2 separate regions of the Sus scrofa genome follow, and region 1 is linked to region 2. Evidence: chromatin contacts called from public HiChIP or PLAC-seq data. All regions are on one chromosome and are shown on one strand. The core of a region is the stretch at or near the end of the contact, and the rest is flanking DNA. Distances in the headings are between cores, read along the strand shown.

The links. HiChIP or PLAC-seq counts read pairs in DNA pulled down with a chosen protein or histone mark.
Region 1: a contact with region 2 is called in an H3K27ac HiChIP or PLAC-seq map of alveolar macrophages. The contact joins two enhancer-like sites. A contact is called at or near these places in 1 of 47 Hi-C or Micro-C datasets (embryonic fibroblasts) and 1 of 2 datasets of contacts at active chromatin or transcription factors (alveolar macrophages).

The regions. Positions count from the first base shown.
Region 1 is chr3:94,454,291-94,457,227 of Sscrofa11.1, forward strand. All of the region lies in intron 11 of PRKCE (protein kinase C epsilon type), which reads right to left. Among named protein-coding and RNA genes, the nearest start is that of EPAS1, 200 kb to the left of the region's middle. Within about 2 kb of position 1,346, at least 23 of the 83 cell types and tissues checked have an H3K27ac peak or open chromatin away from gene starts, as enhancers often do. A contact at or near this core is called in alveolar macrophages, where this site is marked.
Region 2 is chr3:93,653,824-93,656,831 of Sscrofa11.1, forward strand. LOC110260019 (a long non-coding RNA gene) reads right to left here. Exons shown (of 3, transcript XR_002342725.1): 2 at 2,421-2,611; 3 at 1-1,937. Among named protein-coding and RNA genes, the nearest start is that of MCFD2, 34 kb to the left of the region's middle. Within about 2 kb of position 1,483, at least 9 of the 83 cell types and tissues checked have an H3K27ac peak or open chromatin away from gene starts, as enhancers often do. A contact at or near this core is called in alveolar macrophages, where this site is marked.

The sequences.
Region 1 (2,937 bases), core at 96-2,595, 800 kb after region 2:
GTTCTGCATATCTAACAAGCTCCCAGGTGGTCCAGTGCTGCTAGTCTAGGGATTCCACTTCGAGCAGCTCAGGCTGGTAGTCTAAACTTGACCCGCTCTCACTATTTTCTACTTGAGCTGATTTCTTTTCACATGGCAACCCCTCCTTGCCCTTGGTCACTCCTAAAACGTCTTGGCGACTCTTCCCCAAGGCCCTCCTCTGCATGCATCAGACACTTCCTGTTCTCTTCCTCCTTGGTGATGCCTTTTCTAAGGAAGAGGGTATTTAGAAAACTCCCTCCTATGAATTCATGGCAGTAACTGAAGCACCCATGTGACGATTAATCATATCCTGTACATTATATCTTTATGCCATTGGCTTACACTGTGAAGGCAGAGAGGGTTATTTAACCCAGTGTTATTCTTCTACCCTACTTCTTCAATTGGACTGTCTCAGTCCTTAAGAGAATATCTTATTGATTGCATATAACAGTCAGTCAGTTAACAATGACTGAATAATTAGACTTATCGATAGATATAGATAATATGATCTTGGTTCTGCTTAGCTAATAACATTGTCTGATTTACCAAGATGGGTGAGTGCCATTACCACAGACAAGCTGATTCAACACTGTTTTATGTGCTTGGTTCTCTGAGCGGCCTGAGGTCTGCTTCTGAATCCCTTCCTGGACCTAACAGAGCCCGGGTGCTTAGCGATTAGATGGCTAATTACATGAATGGCTCACCCTAACCAACTACCTTCTCCTCATCCTAGATAGAAATCAGCTAAGGTTTATACACATTCATGACCCTATTTTTAAGAATTCCACAGGGGGAATCTAGCCATCAATGATATCGAGCACAGGCAAACCACCACAGTCTCACATGAATAAGAAAAATAAAAGATTTTTCAATGGCCTTCTGACTAATTCCTTACTTAGTGAAATAATCAGGGAGTTGGTAGGAAACCCTGCTCTCAACCACAGTATTATGTAAAAAATGTGCATTCTCTTGCAATACTGCCTTCTAAACAATCCAATGCCAGGAAACTCTAAACAAATGCCTGGAAAGGGGGCATATTTCCAGATTCACATGACTTTTACTGTTCCTCTGTGTTGCGTCAGATTCTCGGTTTGCCAAGTAGGAGGAGAGCTAAGAAACTATTAAGAAGTGAACTTGCTCCCTGAGGCTGGGCAATCCAGGGACTCTGGGCTCCCAGGCTCTGCTCAACTAACTGGAAGTTTGGTGCACTCACTTTATGAAAGCCAGTCAGTCTCTGGCGGGTACTTTTTTTTAGCATCTCCTAGATGTGTGCCTCCACCACGTAAGCTGCTCATTCTCCATCCTTCTCCCGGAACTCCGAGACGTGTCTACCTTGGCAATTCTATGTGAGGCTGCATTTGGAACCGTGTGGGCTGAGCCTAAATCTGAGTATCTGAACATGTGGAAGTGCAGGGCTTGAAGAGAGCACACAGCTCGCTGCCTTGGGCTGAGAGATACCCTCTCACCTCTGCCTCCTAGGCATGGCTGAAACTGCTTCTCAGGGCTCTAAGCCACAGCTTTAGTACCATTATTTTCTCATGAAACCACTGCTGGAGCCAAATAGTGGGATGGACAAGGGCTCACTATCTAGGACACTCATCCGTCTGGCATTTGTTCAAATATGAGATTGTGATACCTTCAATAGGAGCAAACCGGAAATGGATCTTCATAAAGAAGCACATTGCTTAGCCAATTAAAAGTCAAACACACAGACATTTGTAATTGAAAACACACATCTTTAAGCACATCGACAGCACCCATCTATGTGGCAAATGTGCTAATCGAAATTACCCTTATCTTTTTTTTTTCCATCACAGAAGGTCCTGCGGAAACTCTACCTGGCAGGGATCTGTGAGCAGTTCTAACTCCTGTCATCCCTTTGAACACATTCCATAAAATTCAGATTTACCACCAATTCTACTTGCCCAAATTAGTTCTCCTTTGCTGTGTATCTGTCTGGATAAGATGAAACTCTGGCAAAGTCGTTAAAACAGAAGCACTTACAAAGAGCTCCCCACCAACCCAAAGGCAGACTTCACAGAGCTAACTCCTTCCTTTCCCTCTGTGAAGCCCTCCACCAAGTTCCCACGTACTTACAACCCAGGGTCAGCCAGTGACAACAGTTGCCTGTAGCTTAATAGCACAGCGAGAAACTTCTGCCCTGCTCTGATCATCCAAATGGAAAATTTATGAGATACAGACAGATCAGTTCACAGACTATGCCCTGAGCACTAGAAATAACTTATTTGCACAATTCATTTGAACAAAATGTACTGAGTAACATAAAGTGGTACAATGAATAGAAGCCTAAGATTTCCAGTTGGAGATGGTTCCCTGCCTCTTTCCCAGAGACCAGAAAATCAAGATGCAACCTATGGCCTTGGCCAATTCAACCTCTCCTTATCTATTTCCATTCATAAATTTGGGGGGAAAGAAAGGAAGGGCAGGAAAGCCAGATCTAAATAAAGGCAGGTGACTCTTATTACTGCAACGTTTCCTTTGGGGTGACTTCAGCCTGGCCGGCTCTCAGATGGGTGTGCTGGCGCGACAGAGGGGAAACAACGAAACACGGGAAAGGAAGTTCAGCAGTGCCTCCCCTTCGCCCAATCTTGTACTGGGCTATATCTTCTCCCCGCAGACCCCTGAAGCCCCTTACCACCTCCATGTGCTTCCTCTAGGTCACAGCCTGCTCCTCCTACATTCATTCTCTCGAGGGAAACCCCAAAATTTAAATGGTTGAGCTCACCTCATCCATCCCTTTGGAATGTCTGTGAAATGGGAATCTCTGGAGGGCTGCTGCTGCATCTTTGCAAATGGATGGGGGTGGTGAGGAGCGGAGGGAGGAATACAGTCTCAGAAGAGAGAGTTAAGAGAAATGAAACAGCAGCGTTCCACCAGCCCCATATGCATAGGGGA
Region 2 (3,008 bases), core at 233-2,732:
ATGAACTATAAGCTCTCTGAGTGTAGGGTCTGTGCTAATGTATTTCTTGGTATGTCCACAATGGCAAGAACCATTTCAAGGATGCAGGAGCCATTGGCTAAATAGTTGTTTAATGAATTAATGACTGCTTTTCTGGGTTGTATAAATTGCTCATTGAACATCTAATAATTTTATCAGTACTAAAGAGTAGGGAGAGCAGTAAAAACATACAAAAAATAAGATGTGCTCTAATGAAAATTTATATCCTTAAATGCCTTCATTAAAACAAATATCAACAACCCACAGAAGCTTGAATACTGGATGAATAAACAGATGTTGAGCAGGGCTTCTGCTGCAGTGTCAGCTTTGGTAGGAGACATTGTCAGGTCCAGGGACCCCCAGCCCTGGGGAGCTTCTCAAGAGCATGCAGAGTCTCCCCCGGAATGTCAGCACGGGACCCTGAGACCCCCAAGCCACCTAAGGGCTGATCTGCTGGCCAAGGGAAGGGGAGGCTTTGAACCTGGGAGCGTTTATGGCTTTGACAGTCGAGTGAACTGACTTTTTGTTATAGAAAATGGGACTCTTTATTTATACCCAAGAGTAACTGGAACGCTATGGAACCCGCTTTCGATTTCATTAGAAGAACACAGGTTGCTGGAGACTCTTTTGAGCCTCTGTGTGCGCCTCCTGAGGCAGCGCATTAAGTGAATTCTACCTGTCAGTGATAAGAGCTGTACTGTCCTTGAAGGAGCCTTGTTGTTGCCCGCCCGTGTTTGTTTCTTCCAGCCTGCTGCCCCTTGCAGTCCTGGTGCTCAGTCCGTGCCCAAAGTCGTCTGCAAACGTCTGTCCGTGGAATAAAAGGGGATCCTCAGGCAGCTGGGTGTGCTCAGTCAGGCTGCTTGGTGAAGGTCGGAGGAGTAAGAAAGCGGGACGGAGATGACGCATGCGCCTGTGAGGACGCCGCGGCAGGGGGCGGGGGAGCACGCAGTGGTTGTGTGCATGGGTGGGAGCCTTTAGACAGCCTAAGCTTCTGGGCTCAGATCAGGTGCAGCTGCTCCCCCAGGTGCTTGCACCCAGGCCTCTTCACAGGGTCTCTGTTGCCCGTGGGGTGTGGGGAGTCCGCATTATGGCTTCATGTAAATGAGCCTGGGCAGAAACTGTGTCCTGTTTCTGGTCTCCCCCCTCCCACCAGCTTGCACTTGCTAAAAGCTTGCTGTTGATTCATCGACTGGCAGGGCAGGGTAGGGGTAAGCTCTCAACTTGGCTGTACATCAGAATCACCTGGGCGGCTTTTAAAGCTCCCAGTGCCCAGGCCCACCCTGGACCAGTTACATCAGAATCTCTGGGGGTGGGACCCCGTCAAGAAGACTTTTTAAAGACCCTCTTCTTATGCCCATGCCCTGCAGTTGAGACCAACAGAGGGAGCCAGGTTGAGAGCTGGGAATATACTTGCATTCCGGCTGCCTATCCTGGCCTCATCCTAGCCCTGGCTGACCCCCATACACTCTCTAGAACACATACTTGGGCTTAATGGCAGGGGTGAGGCTGAGGTGATCCCCGCCATCTGTGGGGCTGCCTCTGGCTGTGGAAGATGTGACAAGGTCACCAGCAGCGTGGGCTGGATTTCTCACAAGTGCGATTTATGAGGCAAAAATTTCTCTCTTCATAAAAATGTCCCCGGTTCCTGTTGCGAAGGGTAATTGAGGCTTTTAGCTTCTGTGTCACGGTCATCACCCATTTCTTTATATGCCTGGTGGTATCGCCCACGGGGAATTAAGTCATATTCTTGGTCAGTGAGTAACATAGAGGTAGCGTGAACTGGACATCCAGGCCAGGTGACTCAGCCAGGACCAGAGTCCCTGGGGAGCATCTCTTCCTGTCCCTGTCCCTGGGTTCACTCAGACCACGCCGGGGGCGGGAGGGAGCAGAAACATCTGGAACGGCTCCTGCTTTCTTGTCTGTAAAAGGGGGGTAACGTGAGGGTTAAAGGAGGCCATGAATGTGAAAAATCTGGTGTGTAGTGGGTGATGGCTCATTTAAGCCACCTGACTGCTGCTTGCATTTCCACCGTTCCTCCCTTTCCCCACAGGGCCCCAAACACACAAACACAATTTTACCTGCAGCAGGAGCTGAGAAAGATTGGTGCACTGAATTCCAAACACCGGGGGTTCGGGCCAGAGGTAATACTCTTGGGGGATTTTAGGCCCCTTCCCCTTCCCTGCCATGAAGTCCTGCCCTCCCTCCCTTCAGTGCGCAGTCCAGCTGCAGGGCTCGCCCCTTCCCTGAGAGGGAGCCCCCTAGTGGCAGGCTGAAGGTCCCCTGCACATCTCTGGCGGCCTTCTCACCTCACCTGCAACCCTAAGTGGTACATAGACCCAGGAACAAAAATCTCTATCATTCTTCCTCTTGACAGATAAGGGAACAGACTCAGAGAAGCTTACCTTTTTGTCCAGGTCACAGAACTAGTTCCTCTATTCCAGTCATTTTTCCCAGTCTCGCTGCCCAGCTTTGACTCTGGGGATGAGAGCGCCCCCTGGAGGGTTCTCCTGGGAGTGGAGTCTTGAGGCTCGCTCCCCAGGGCCAGGGTGTTGAACTGAGAAGTCAAAGGACTGCAGATGGGGAAGTAGGCTGTCTGGGCAGAGAAAGGATGGGCCATGAGGGTTGGTGCAGGCCAGGTCCACTGCTCCAGTGCAGCCGAGGCACTGACTCATCAGGAAAAAGTGGCCGATTGTTGACTAGCCAGCGAGTTTGTCCTGAAAGAGCGTGTCCGTGGTGCTAGAGAGACTCCAGGTCTGAAACGGTTAGAATGGTGATGGCAGGAGACCGAGGCAGGCATGTCACGGGGAGTGTGTTCAAGGCAGTGAGGGTTCCTAGTCCTGGTTTTCCCAGTCAGCAGCTGGTGGGCTTGGGACCAGCTAAGCTCTCCGTGCCTCTGTGAACCAATCTCTAAAGTGTGGATTCCAGTCGCTATCTCAGTGGGCTGTTAGGAGGATTGATTAACATGTAAGAGAGCTCTTGTCAAATTCCTG